Regions from separate parts of the Danio rerio genome. Here region 1 is linked to region 2. A link is a contact called in public Micro-C data. All regions are on one chromosome and are shown on one strand. Each heading gives the region's core, a stretch centred on a gene start, on an enhancer-like site or on the middle of the called end of the contact. The rest is flanking DNA. Distances are from core to core; before and after follow the strand shown. Region 1 holds the start of nos1apa (nitric oxide synthase 1 (neuronal) adaptor protein a). Region 2 holds the start of uhmk1 (U2AF homology motif (UHM) kinase 1).

What was found. Hi-C and Micro-C count contacts between places; a contact is called where the count stands out from the background.
Region 1: a contact with region 2 is called in a Micro-C map of caudal fin, with 4 times the contacts expected there. The contact joins the promoter of nos1apa here to the promoter of uhmk1 in region 2. A contact is called at or near these places in 5 of 18 Hi-C or Micro-C datasets (caudal fin, embryo, hematopoietic stem cells and 1 more) and 2 of 4 datasets of contacts at active chromatin or transcription factors (caudal fin and pancreas).

The regions. Positions count from the first base shown.
Region 1 is chr6:37,857,599-37,865,238 of GRCz12tu, forward strand. It overlaps nos1apa (nitric oxide synthase 1 (neuronal) adaptor protein a), which reads right to left and starts at 1,515. Exons shown (of 10, transcript XM_021477186.3): 1 at 1,065-1,515; 2 at 793-864. The coding sequence starts at 1,169.
Region 2 is chr6:37,596,606-37,604,040 of GRCz12tu, forward strand. It overlaps uhmk1 (U2AF homology motif (UHM) kinase 1), which reads left to right and starts at 5,164. Exons shown (of 8, transcript NM_001076659.2): 1 at 5,164-5,818; 2 at 7,181-7,435. The coding sequence starts at 5,548. uap1 (UDP-N-acetylglucosamine pyrophosphorylase 1) reads right to left here and starts at 4,492. Exons shown (of 10, transcript NM_212621.2): 1 at 4,359-4,492; 2 at 3,433-3,731; 3 at 1,253-1,457. The coding sequence starts at 3,709.

The sequences.
Region 1 (7,640 bases), core at 265-2,764, 260 kb after region 2:
CTTTTCCAATAATTTGATATTTTACTTTCACAAAAGTTATCCAAAATTTTAAAACAGACAGTTTATTTACTAAATTTGATGCATGGAACACAATCTTTTAGCTTCTGATGCAGTTGCCGGACAATCAAAAATATATACAGATTAATAATAAAAATGTGTTTAAATTGAAGCATTTGGCTTTACAAATACCCCCTGCTCAATGTGGAAAACTGTAAAAACCATAGGGATCCTGTAATTTAGAACACAGCTAGATGAACCAGTTATTATATTGTTACTACAAGATTAATAACGACTTTCAACAGTTGTGTTTAAACGCAATGACACAACAAAATGACAGCAAAAACAGCCTATGATGGGGTTTAGCCACATAGAAAACCAGAGCATTTTCACCAGGCATGGTTGGTGGGCGCCAAAACTGGCCCTTTAAGTGCTTTACGCAGAAGACCCCCACTTCAAAGGGCTCTTCTCTGTTTACACACATGAAAATCCACAAACACTGCGGTAGCTAAAGGCGAAGTAACTTACAGAACTGCTGTATGTGTATCAAAGCACCTCTGACAGGGCTATCAGTATCCCACCTTTTTATTTTGTAAGCAATTTGCTCATTGATCTGTTCTGCTTTTGTATTTTGATTGTTGCTCGAGGCATGAAGACCACCCGTGCGGAACACAGGCATGAGTCACAACGCTTTAGAACCAAAAAAAGCCACTTCTATACATACAAATACTGACGTTTATCATCTTTGTCTCCTTTGGGAAAGCGTTAAAGTAAACCGGTGACATTACAACTCACCCTTATTCGCCTCATGGCCGCAACAATCTCCACACGGCTATTCGGTCGAGCCACATCCAGACTACCAATATACTGGAAATCAAAGCAAACGGTATGCATTAATCTCCTGTCGACAACTTTGGCTTAGTGAAGCTTAAGGTGTTTCAAACAGACAGTACGGATTGTAAACAAGTAAGAAACAATAGCAAAACAACTTTAAATGTGTCCTGGTACTAAAACAGCGCATGCAGCAGAATGTAAATAAACAGTGGTGAAAAATAAATTCACGTTACCTTTGCTTCAAAATTAATGCCATGCTGGAAGGCTTCCTCGTTATGTAAAGGAATCCGTAAATCGTGTCCATCATCGACTAAATTGTACTTTGTTTTTGCAGGCATGGTGTCTGTTTTAGGTCTTTCTCCTCGGTTAAAAAACACAAACAGCTCGGGGGGAGCCAGAACTCAGTCTAACTCTTGCGGTCCATGTCTTGTTTTAGCCCGAGGTAACTCTTGGTTTCCCAGGCGTGCTTGCTTTTGACAGAGCAACTTTTGTAGAAATCACTATTTTCAACCCGACGTCGCCGAAGTGAATTCCACTAGGTGTTGCGTTTGATCAAATGTGAACGATCTGCCCACTCTTTCCCATTCAAGAGGGCAGCCCTAAGCTTTAGCTGGTGTGGCAGTGCCAGAATCCTGCTTCCTGGGCTTGTCCGTTTCCAACAACTTCACGCCAGCGCCATAACCTAGCCCACACATCCTTTTTCGAAAGGATTGTTGCGAGGGCAGAGCGCCATTGGCTGAAAGGGGGAATTCCACCTGCTTTCATTGGAACACGGCTTCATCACAGGTTTGGAGGAGGAGAAAGACACCTCGCGAACGTTCAACACCCAACAGTGGCGTGCAGGAAGAGCGGAGAATGACACCTAGTGGCAGAGAGCGGTTCTATGTGGATACAAGCTGAGGCAAGTTGGCAGTTCATTTTATACTTTTTACCACATGTTGCTTCTTAAAGGTAATTTAAAAGTTGCATAAATTAAGCTTTCTCTGAAGGGAATTAATAAACATCGCGAAAGGGAAGAAGGGAGAAGGAAAAAAATGTTCACTGATTGTTGATGGCTAGGTGTCATATAATTATTATTATTATTATTATTATTATTATTATTATTATTATTATTATTATTATTATTATTATTATTCATTTTTTATTTGGCTTAGTCTCTTTATTCATGAGGGGTTGCTAAAGTGGAATGAACCGCCAAATTATCCTGCTTATGTTTTACACAGCGGACGCCCTTCCAGCTGCAACTCAGTACTGTTAAATTAATATTATTATTATTATTATTATTATTATTATTATTATTATTATTATTATTATTATTATTACTATTATTATTATTATTATTATTATTATTATTGTTATTATTATTATTATTATTATTATTATTGCCTGTATTATTATTGGCATCAATATTTTCATCACATAATATTACCTTTATCATCACTATTAATTTGTTGCTATAATTATTATTATAATGTAATATCAACATTATGACTATGAATGCTACATACTATATAAATCATTGTTACTCTGATCATTGCTATTTCAATTTATGTTTAATTTCCTTTTGTGTTCTGTGTTTACAGTATTTTGTATGTTTTGAGGTCTTTATAATAAAATATAAATGAAAGAAAAAACAATTCATTTTCAGTTTAATTATGGCTTGTTTCAAACTTTTATTGTTTCCTCAACTTAAATATTTTCAGTTTATGTTAGGCTATATTATGGTCAAACTAAAACTTTTCATTTTAATCTGTTCATACAGGCTAACCATTATTCAAATATATACATTTTGTTTGAGTGCTTTGATACCATATAAATTAATTAATTAATTATATTTTAAAATAACTAAATACATTTTGCTCTTTAAAATAAAGGTCCTGTATTGGTGCTTATGGTTCCATAAAGAATCTTTCTCATCCAATGGGGAATATGCACACAGACTTTTAATTTCAGAAAGCCAGCCTCAGGGCTTCTGGTTAATTGTCATCCTATACAAAATCGCTGCGTTTAAGGTCTGATGTCTTTAAAACACTGTGATCTTAAGTGGATAAAGTGGGTATCAGACCTAACAAGAAACACTGCATTAAATTTTTCCTATTTTTCTACAGCATGTCTTTAAAATATGAAAATTTATTTTACTCCTGTATTTTCAATGGGTTTTCTGTGCTAGCCTGCTGCTAATGACAACACCTGCGTTTAAACAGCCTTTCATATCTTTTAACGGTTAACAACCAAAATGGATGCTTAAGTCTATTTAACTGATTATATTTGAATTACATTACAGCATTTATGCTGTAAAAGAAACCTTATGAAATTGATAATAGTCACATAAAGCTTTCAAGCTTTTTACCGGAAGTTCATCATTGGCTGAAACACTCTATCTGTGCATAAAGCCCATTGAACATTTACATTGAACAAAAGGCTCTTTAGTTTAAAAATGTAACAGAGTGTTCTTTCACGTATTGCTAGGTTACATATTTTAACACTATAGATTACAATACATATTAATACATATTAATTAAACTTTTCCTTGAGAAGATCATGTCAGGCAAAACTTTCCACTATGCTAAATCTGAAATTACAAATAACTTGGTATCAAAACAAAATATGCTACGGGCATCATGATGGTGCAATGGGTAGCCAGATCACCTCACAGCAAGAAGGTTCGAGCCTTGGCTGGGTCAGTTGGCATTTCTGTATGGAGTTTGCATGTTCTCCCCATGTTCATGTGGATTTCCTTCGGGTACTCCGATTTCCCCCACCAGTCAAAAGACGGGTGAATAAGCTAGATTGGCCATAGTGTTTGTGTGTGAATGAGTGTGTATGGATGTTTCCCAGTGATAGGTTGCAGCCGGAAGGGCATCCTCTGTGTAAAACATATGGTGAATAAGTTGCCGGTTCCTTCCACTGTGGTGACCCCAGATTGATAAAGAGACTAAGCTGAAAAGAAAATGAATGAATGAATGAATGAATTAATTAATTAATTAATTAATTAATGAACGAAAAATGCTGTTTTTTTTTTCTCCAAAGATGAAAATATGTATTGTGTAAATTAGTTACAACTGACTTTTATCAATATATGGATGCTTTCCATGTTGGTTAGAAGCACTGCAATCATTAAATTGTAAACATTTCAACAGTTTATTTTAAAATATTTTAAAAGTATTGAAAATCAAAATAAAGCCATGTGAGCACTTTTATAACACTCTACTGTCTCCCATTATGTGTTAAAAACTTCTATAAACACTCTTGACGCCTACTTAAACACTTAAGTGTTTAACTGGAAATGCAACATGACTACAAACAAGTGGTCAAGTGTAAACAAGTCAAGTTTGTAAATACATGGACAGCCCAATTCTTGCACCTGTAATTCTTTGAAATTCTTTTGCTATATTTTTATGTATTTCTTTATACAAAGGGATGCCAGTAAGCTTATTGAAACTAATAAGTTTTATATGTGAAACACTATGCTATTTCATAATCAGAATACATTACAAGTTAAGCCATTTTTGTGTTTTACCCATAACATGGCCTTTCTGTTTTCTTGTCATTATATATTGTCTTATCTCCTAAAATTAGCATTTTTCCCAAGCTCCTATGGATAAATTGAGTTTCCCTTTTATATTGATTAATATGTTATTTTCATTGCCTTTAATGTGAAATAAGTGAACATAAATAAAAGGAGTCTCAGAAAAATTGTCATTTTAGAAGAAAATTTTAGATGGCACTTTTTGTGGTTTTTGCATCTGAAATCTTCATATATTTACACAAGAACCACTACTACTGGACATTTCTGTAGACCTATACATAAAATTACAATTATACATTATGAATTGCATTATGAATTATTAGGGCGACACTGTAGCTCAGTGGTTAGCACTGTCACCTCACAGCAAGAAGGTCGCTGGTTCAAGTCTCGGATGTGACAGTAAGCATTTCTGTGTGGAATTTACATGTTCTCCCTGTGCTCACGTGGGTTTTCTCCGGGTGCTCCGGTTTCCCCCACAGTCCAAAGACATGCGCTATAGGTGAATTAAATAAACTAAATAGGTCACGTATGTGGATGAGTGTGAATGAATGTTTCCCAGAATTAGGTTGCAGCTGGAAGGGCATCTGCTGCAAAAAAAAAAAAAAAATGAAAACATATGCTGGATAAGTTGGCGGTTCATTTCGCTGTGGTGACCTGTAATAAATAAAGGGAATAAGCCGAAGAAAAATGATTGGATGAATGGTTTCAATGTTGTTGTTATTATTATTATTATTTTGCAAGATATAATTTTAAAGCATAAAAATGGAATAATACTGCCAGCAAATATTATAGTAATATAAATATAAATTGATTAGACTATAAATCTCCAAACACTAACTATTACAGAAGCGTCCTCTACAAGACAAATTAACCCCAAAGTTTTGAAAAGAACTTTGAATATGCTCTTACTAACATACTACTGATGCAGTGTAAATTTAGCTATTAAAGCAAAGTGGAAGTACTGGAGTCTCTTGTGGTTCTCAAACTCATAAGTGGATTGTAACAGGAGTTGCCCTTCAGATGGTAACCATGCATTATGTGCCCCTCTGGCATTGTCAGCTCTAAACACTGAACAACTGCTAACAGATGGGGAGACATGGCAAAAGAAACTGTATATAATGGTAATGTTCCAACTCGGATCCAATAGTAATCCATTTTATGAAGCCAATCCAGTGACCTTGAAAAGTCTGAAAGCTGATGATAGATAAAGTCTGCTCTTTATTCAGATTGGCCAACTGTTTCATTCTGCTTTCATCTGTTCTTATTTGAGTGTTTTTCACAGTTTTTTATGGTAAAATAATCATGATACTAATTGGATTTTTTTGTTGTTTAAATTTTTTTTTTTAAATACAAATACACTAAATATATGTATGTAATTATTTTTTTTTTTTGTAAATCAAATTAAAAGAACAATGGCTATATATAGAAAGGCAACTGTAACTCAAATAACCGCTTGTTACAACCGATGTATGCAGGGCCGGAGCAAGCTGAACTGCCGCTCTAGGCAAAGGACGGTCACGCCGCCCTCAAACCTAAAGTGAAACCGGGGGGTGGGGGCAGGGGGGTGGCGGGTCTATTCTGCTGCCCTAGACGCGGCTATAACTGAGGCGCGGGTGGCGAGGGTAGTTTAGGGGACACCACCCTCTCTATTCTGCCTCGCTAGACGCGGATATAACTGAAGCGCGGGTGGCGAGGGTAGTTTCGGGGACGCCGCTCTCTATATTCTGCCACCCTAGACGCAGTTATAATTGTGGGCGTGGGTGGCGAGGATAGTTTCGGGGACTCCGCTCTCTCGATTCTGCCACCCTAGACGCGGATGAGGGCGCGGGTGGCAAGGGTAGTTTTAGGGACGCCGCCCTCTCTATTCTGCCGCCCTAGGTCGCCTCTATGGAAGCGCCGGCCCTGGATGTATGCAGAAGAGCATCTTTGAACACACAACACATCCAACCTTGAGGCAGATGGGCTACAGCAGTAGACACACCGGCTGCCACTTCTGTCACCTAAGAACTGGAAACAGGCATAATTTGCACAGGCTTACCAAAGTTGAACAATAGAAGATTGGAAAATGTTGTCTGGTCTAATAAGTCTTGATTTCTGCTGCAACATTCGGATGGTAGGGTCAGAATTTGGCATCAGCAATATGAATGCATGGATCCATCCTGCCTTGTATCAATAGTTCAGGCTGCTGCTGGTGGTGTAATGGTGTGGGGGATATTTTCTTGGCACACTTTGAGCCCATTAGTACAAATTGAGCTGACCATGTCTATCCCTTTATGATCACAGTGTAGCCATCTTCTGATAGCTACTTCTAGCAGGATAACACGCCATGTAATAAAGTGTGGATCATCTCAGACTGGTTTTTTAAACATGACAAGGAGTTCACTGTACTAAAATGGCCTGTACGCAAATAGAGCACCTTTGGTATGTGGTGAAAACAGGAGATTTGCATGGATGTGCAGCCGACAAATCTGCAGCAACTGTGTGATGCTTTTATGTCAACAATATGGATCAAAATCTCAGCGGAATCGTTTCAGTACCTTGTTGAATCTATGCCACAAATGATTAAGGCAGTTCTGAAGGCAAAAGGGGTCCAACCTGACAGTATAGATCAGAATATATTATACGTTTAGTATTTGAATTAATCTGTTTTCTTTTTGTAATACATCAAAGTTACATCTCTTTTAATATTCTAAGCATTAGTTTCATGTTTGATAGATCAATGTCACATCATTTTGTTTAAAAAAAACATAATAAACTACTCCACAAGCTTTCACAAGACAAACCAGGACATTAAGGAAGGTCTAGAAATATTCACACACCAAGAATGGACAACTAACAGAGAAACGCATGAAAGTCATACAGATACACCAATTAAAAAATTGCGAGAGAGGATAGAAAAGCAATCGCAATAGAACGAACACAAATAAAATAAAATGACATTTAAACATTTAAACGTAGCATATGGAAACAACATATCAATATTATGCATAGCATAGGTAGGCGTAATCATTGTTATTATAAAGATTACTTGTTATGTTCTTTAATTTACTTTTAATCTGATAACTGTTATTTGGGAAGTATTGTAATATAATTGCTCAACTCTTCATGACTTGCTTTCCTGAAATCTCAGCCAATATAAGCATTGCATGTTGCCGGAAGTTTCCAGATGTTTCCCACTCTCTAAATCTGAGACAAGAAAGCTTTAAGGAACTTTTTGTAGTGCTTTAGGCCAAATATTTATTTATTTATTATTTTGATACCAAACACATCCTGCTGGATA
Region 2 (7,435 bases), core at 3,914-6,413:
ACTAAGTGATTCACTGAATCTAACATCCAGATGATTTGTTCAAAACAACCTTTTTTTTTTAAATGATTCAAGTGTCTCCCTGTGATGGAATATATTTGTTTCCATTTCTCTATAGGAGGCAAAAAAAGCAATTTGTGAGGCAAGTAGTATGATTGAATTCTGAGTATTCATAAAGTTGGTGAACTACTGTTGCAGTACAGGAGCACATTTGATGGATGCCTTATCATATGAGGCCACACATTCTGAATGAAAGTGAAGCACCACAACTAACACCATAAGTAACATGACAGTAAAAAACTACTTCTCAGTAAGCAATTTCTGATTATGTCTTTATAAATTTGTAATTAACTCCTTGACTTGGTAAAAACAGATTCATTCGTGGATGAAACTCAAAAGTGTTGTTCAAAGATGCACAAATGTGTGCTTTATTTGGAAATAGAAAATACAAATAATATTGTTTTAAAAATGTAATTTGCTCTATATGAAGTTCTTTGTTTCTTGAACTGATGCATAAATGAGTATTACATTTTGCAATCATTTATGCCCAGTGGTATTCAGTTTCTTTATAATTCTTTGATAGTTAAAAATAGCATTGCTTATTTGATATGTACATATTTTTCTTATATTAATTTTCTTATATTATTCTTATCTTATATTTTTCTTATATTACATTACAAATTTTTGATATGTTTTATATTTTTTATGTACATATTTATGGTCTGTGATCATTCTTTTAATTCATTAGGTCATGATTTCACCAGGTTTTGTTGTCATTGTCTATTTTGGAGACTACTTATTCAAACCACACTAAATATTATAATTTTTAAAAAAGTAAATCTTACGACCAGTTTTTAAACTATCATTCTGTTGCTCTAATGAGATTAGAGCTGTAATTAGGAAATGCATTGTATGTATTGCGTCAATGGTCAATTCAGCTGGATAGAGAATGGCTCGGAAACTTATTTTCTCCTGAGGTCTGACCTAGTTCCCCAGGACGACATGCAGGTGCTGTGTCAACACGATTACACACGGACTAAACCATCTTTTGACATTCATAGCAGGGAGGTTACTAGCATTACGGTCAGTGAAAGAAACTTCCTCAAGATCAGGACAAGTTTGGTAATCCAAGTAATTAAATTGAACAATCATTGACTCAAACTGCTTTAGTGCGAAGCTGAAAATGTGCTTTTTTATTATCTACTACTCCTATTGTAATTGAATATGCCTGAATTGAGCTTAATGATCACCTTACCAAGGAATGCAACATTTCCTTGAGTGCTGCTTTTCTGCAAGTTGTTCCAGTTTTCGGATGCGCTCTGCTTGGATCTGAAAGAGGGTTTTGTGGGAAGGCAGGCCCACATCATACATGCCTTTTGGAAATGATACCCCCAACCGTGTCCCTTGACCTCCAGCCAAGAGAAGAACTGCTACTTTGTTCTCCGCTATACAGCGCAAGCCTGTGTGGATGGAAAGATTAGGTCACTTTAGCGAATGTGTGTTAATATCATCCATGAACATATGGACATAATATGTGTACATCAATGTTGTCATACAGTACAACAGCATTTCCATTTGTAGATGTAAAATATGCTACTTTAAAGGGATAGGGTTCGCCTAAAAGGAACTAAACCATTTGATCCCACTTTAGTTGTTTTAATCTTTTATGACTTTCTTTCTTCTGTTGAACACAAAACAAGGTATTCTGAAGAATGCTGGGGGGAAAAAAGCAGGCTTTGGCATCAATAGTAGGAAGTAGAAACAAAAAATACTATGCAAACCAACAGCTGTTTTTTTTTTCTTAGCAGGATTCTACGGCATACCTTCATTTGTGTTTAAGAGAAGAAAGAATCTCAATCAGGTTTTGGAACAAGTGGTGGATGAGTAAATGATGAATACAATAATGATGAAATGATGGAAACATTGATAAAAAAAAGTAAATTAAAGTTTTTGGGTGAGCTATTACTTGAATAATGGCTTTGTACAAACTACAATATCTCAAGTGTGAACAGGAAAGCACTGTGTCTTGTAGGTATAAAATGTCTGGCTTAAGCAACAGTTTGTGTTTCATTATTTGCAGATAACAGGGGTTATCATCTTTGACTTAATGAGGCCTGTTTTATCTTACATAAATTACTGTAATGCTTCATGATCCTTTACCCATAAGCAGCTTAGAACTCACTAAAATTGAAATTGAAACCTGCTTTAAAAATAACTGATTAAATATTAATGCTGCATGTCTCAAAATTTGGCAAACATTGGAATAATAAATAAAAAGTAGCTCCTAGTCAAACAATATGGCTAAGTGTCTATTAATATTAAACTAGAAAAAGACTACTTAGTAAGGACATATGGATGTCGTTCTGAATCATTGTCTGGGTTTTGTTTCCTTCACTTGTGTTTTCTGCATCTGTTGTTTGCTATTTGAGGACATGAACACTTGAACTTCATCTCTAGAGCTGCTAACATATTTCATGAGCACTTTTATTTATTTATTTGGATTAAGAAATTGTGATAGTAAAAGAGACATATTGCTAATGTATAGAATAATGTACCTAACAGGATAACTCCAAAATGAAGAATTTATTTTTACTTTTTTTAAAGATACAAATACAATTATATACAAAAAAATGTAATTATATTAGTACTTGTATAAATGTCCAAGTTTTATAATTTTATATAATTTTCTGATTACAAAACTTTTATTTATTATTAAAATGAAGTACGCAATTGCTTTAAACAAAAATGACAATAATAATTTGGAACTCCATAGTACTGCATTTGTGGAAACAAATAAATGGATTTTATAGTGCCCTAGCATTGAAACATGGCCTAACTATAGATGATGTGATGCTGAATGATCTCAGCATGACTTCAGCTAAGCAAGTACGTCAAATCTAACCAGAACCAGATGTGTTCAATCCTTTTTGGAGCATTATCCCACTCCCCAAAAAAATGGACCACTGGGACAAACCATAGTTTCTTCAACACTGAAACCTGCTGTTTTTCTAATGACCTATTGTTATTTCAGAGTTTCTTTTTAGGGTTGATTTCTTATCTTTCAGGGGGTCATGATTTCTTAAATCTGGTTCTGTGGAGTCCATCAGGGTGGGGAGGGTATTGCAACATTCATTGTATTTTCCTGAGAAATATTTCTTAGTAACATTAGTTTCTGTTCAACAAAGACTAACAATAATCACTTTAACACAAATGAAACTGAACTTGCTATGATTCAGTCAATGTCAACAGAAAGTTAGATGTTAAAGCTGGTAGTTTGCTCTCCATTTGTAATCTGACTGATCATCTGGCCATATAGTGGCTGAGAGATAAACCAACTTTAACCAGCAAAACATCTTAGGTTTTCCTTAAAGTATGGATGGCACTAAGAAGTGATTAAGCTTAAGTTCCATAAAACATGAAAATATCTGAACTCACCCTCTTTTTCCCATTCTTTGAGACATTCACGATCACGTGTCACGCTCCCTAAAACATCTCTGGGCACTGGCTCCATCCTGGTGTCCACCTTCTCCTGTGAGCTCTGCCCAGACGTCTTCATGGCCGACTTAAAGAAGTTATTAATCTCCAGGAAGTTCATGCTCTCCAGGTCGAGACTCATCTCACCTTGTTCCTCAGGGCTGAGCTGGTCCCAAAACTGGATGACATGAGACTGTCCGGCTTTAGCGAGTCTCTCAGCCAGTTTGTGGATGTCCATGGTCTGTCAAGTCTGGACGAGTCTGTGATGGGACAGAGGAAGAAGTGAAGTGACACTGATTATCTAAGAGTCTCTGGAACTCCCGGCAGATCCACCCATCTTATCCCATCCATAAATTGATAACTACACTGTGTGTACGTGCTCAGTCATATAAACTCAGGGTAGTCCAAGTCTTAAGGTCAGCATAACATCATTTTTGTTTGGCATGAAAACAACATACATCAATTCTGGTCATTTGAAGGGCTATTAAGTTTGATAAAACATTAAAACCATTATCTATTTCAGATTAAGGATCACACCTGCTTCATAAATGACTATTACGTTACTGTTTAATACAATTCACCTTGTGCCAGCTTGTTTAATTTAAATGAATGAAAATAACTTATTTATTAGCAACAAAGGTTCAATATTTGCCACAGCCTTTCGTAAAACGAAATATATAGCATTAAGATGTAACAGTTCCTAAAAATGACCTTTCTCTGCCCTAAAATCGATACACTGGTAACGTTAGTCCTTGATAAGAGTTGCGTGGATATCGTCACAGTCGCCCGCCGTGCCAGCTTGACAACTGTTCAACTTCCCGTCAATAAATAATCAACTTACGAAATGTTTAATGAATGCTTATTAAACAATATCAGAATACTATTACCTTCGGAGCGGCTGCTGGTCACTCAGTACTTCCCTTTCGGTTCAGTAGCAGGACTAGAGACACGGCTACATCTCTACGAGCACCGCCTTCGCTGCCAGGGATCCTCCTTCGGTATCCGTCAGTCTGACGTGGCAGGACACACACGGAAACACCACCTCACAGTCAAATCAAACGCGATATTTTGCCCGCCCATATTACAGTAGGACAAGTGCTTAATTCGTTGTCGTAGTTTGTGATTAAACAATCGAAATGCCATTCATATAGTCCTAACCAATGTTGTAGAGGAGAAGGGCGGGACTTGCTGAACTAGACATGGGGGGAGAAATATATATATATATATATATATATATATATATATATATATATATATATATATATATATATATATATATATATATATATATATATATATATATATACTTTATGATAAAACCAACCAATACAATTTATCTTCCTGTAGAGTCAAATTTAATCATACTAAATTACTGCCCTTAATGCCAACTTAGGCAGTATTAATTAACAATTTTAATTAATACTGTAATTAATTTCAGTATTAACAATTTTAATTAAGAAATGAATTTAATAAATTTTAAAAACATCCATAGCAGCAATGATAAATAGTGTACAAAATATTATATTTATATTGAAAAATAAAAGAAAATACAAAAAAACAGTGTTTTTATATTTACTGAAGTGGAAGCATGTTAAAAAATGCAAATGCTGGTGAGCTTATATTTGTAAATATAACAATTACAAATAATATTGATTAGCAAGATTGTAGGAAACTCTACTTTTGCTTTCTCGTCACTTCCGGTATCATGGCCACCAAAACAGTGGCAAAAATGTCCGAACTCGGTCCTCCTGAGCTGGGGTAAATGGATCTGCTGTGTGTTTTATAAACGCACATCAGCTTTTCGGATCTTTAAGATCCGACTATGCTGAGGTAGAGCTCAAAAATTAGTTTGTTCGCGTTAAAATATGCCATTTAAACCTTCGTTCGTCAGCAGTTGGTGGTCGTTAGCTGTAAACTCTGGCTTGCAGAAAACCACTATGCAAAGATCATTTCAACTAAATAAAGTTTCTGCAAAGGGTTACGGATGGAGCACACACCACTTATAAACCTGACACAATTTAACTCTGATTATCGTTGATATTGCTTATGGCTTGCGTTTCTGGCTCTAGTGCAAAAATGTCCAGTCCAAATGTCAGCTCACCTGCGATGGCGGTGACTTCAGCGGCCGCGGAGCAGAAGACGAGCCCGGCGTTATTTGAGATCTACGGGAAGATCTGGAACGTGCAGGCTCGGTTGGGTCAGGGCGTCTCGGCCTCGGTCTACCGTGTGAGCTCCGGAAGGGCCACTTCTGCTGTAAAGGAGTTTCAGGTGGACCCGCAAGGTGGAGATTACGGGTACCTCAAGGAGAGCTCGGTGCTGGAGAAGATTCAGGGACATAAGAATATCGGTAAATTAAGCTAAGACACGTATGTTTGAAGCAGGGGGAAGGGACTACTCTACTAATGTTCAACTTCCAGGAGATTCTGCAAGTTGTTTGTTTTTAACAGCGTAATCTAAATATTAAAGAATAAGTTTATTACATGGGGACCTAATATTTTCTAGGACAGAAGGCGATTTTGTAGTCAAAATAATTGAGAGCCATCGATTTAAACAGCTCTGAAAGATAAACTGTAGTACTGACTGCAAATTATTGTTAAAATATATGTATATAAAAAAGTTTTTTGATTACATAGAACGCATATTGAATGTGTCTTATGCAGGGGTGCCCACATTTTTTAGTATCAAGGGCCGTGGGCAACTTATACCAAGGTAAATATACCAAAGTATATTAAATTTGCCATGTGTAATTTCCTAAAACATTACTTTAAATTGCATTAACTAATGCAGTATAACGTTAAATTACAACTACTTGCAATAAAACAATCACATTTTTAACAGCAGAATCGGCTTTTGACTTGATTTACTCACCAAAGATAATCTGATTAATTTACAACATTTAATTGAAACCTTTAATTTCAGGTAGCTTTTAACAATAAAGCAAACAAACAAGGGTTATATTCAATTTGAATTGACAGTCTCAAAACCATCCCTATCATTCTCCCTCTGTTCTTAGATAGGATGGTGGGCCAAATCAGAGGTTGCCAAGGGCTAACTTTGGCCCACAGGCCCTAGTTTGGCCATATCTGGTCTAGTGTTGTAGTTGAGGTATTATGGTAAATTTATATAAAACATGTATTTTTATGTTGAACAATTAACATACTCTGTCTAACCTGTGTTTATAAAAAAAAGTGTACCTGGTTATATTAAATAGGTTAAGCTAAATTGTGTGTGAAAGTGATTTTAAAGCAAATTTTTTTAACACATATTTTGTGAGTCATAATAAAATGACACAATTTTTTGTCCAGGGAAAAAAAGTAGTAAAAGTGACACATTCCTATGTACAAAACAAAAAAAGGTATACTTGCATAAATGCATGAAAAATGCTTATGAAGGGGTGACCCACATTTACAATATGTTTAATAGTTCGCAAGAGGAAAACTTCTCCATTAAAACGGCTGAGTCAAGTTAATCTTTATTGTCATTTCACTACATGTGTGGACATACAGTGGAATGAAATGTGTCTTGAAGGGTCACAATGCTACATAACTAAACAATCATAATTTTGAACACAACACTTGATGTAAGAGCTATTTTAAACCTATAAATAACTAACATACCAGAGTGTTAATCTAACTATACGAACTATACATATACTATGAATACTGTAAATGAGTCCAGAAGATCCAAATGTTCTTTGTTGTGTCTCTAGTGACGCTGTATGGGATGTTTACCAATCATAACCCCTTTGGTGTGGCTACTCATTGCCTGTTGTTGGAGCTGCTGGATGTGAGCGTGTCTGAGCTGCTGGTCCGGGCCAGTAATCAGGGACACTCCATGTGGTTGATTCAGCACTGCGCCCGGGACGTTCTGGAGTCTCTGACCTTCCTGCACAGAGAAGGTTTCGTCCATGCAGACCTCAAGCCCCGCAACGTCCTCTGGAGCGCTGATGATGAGTGCTTTAAAC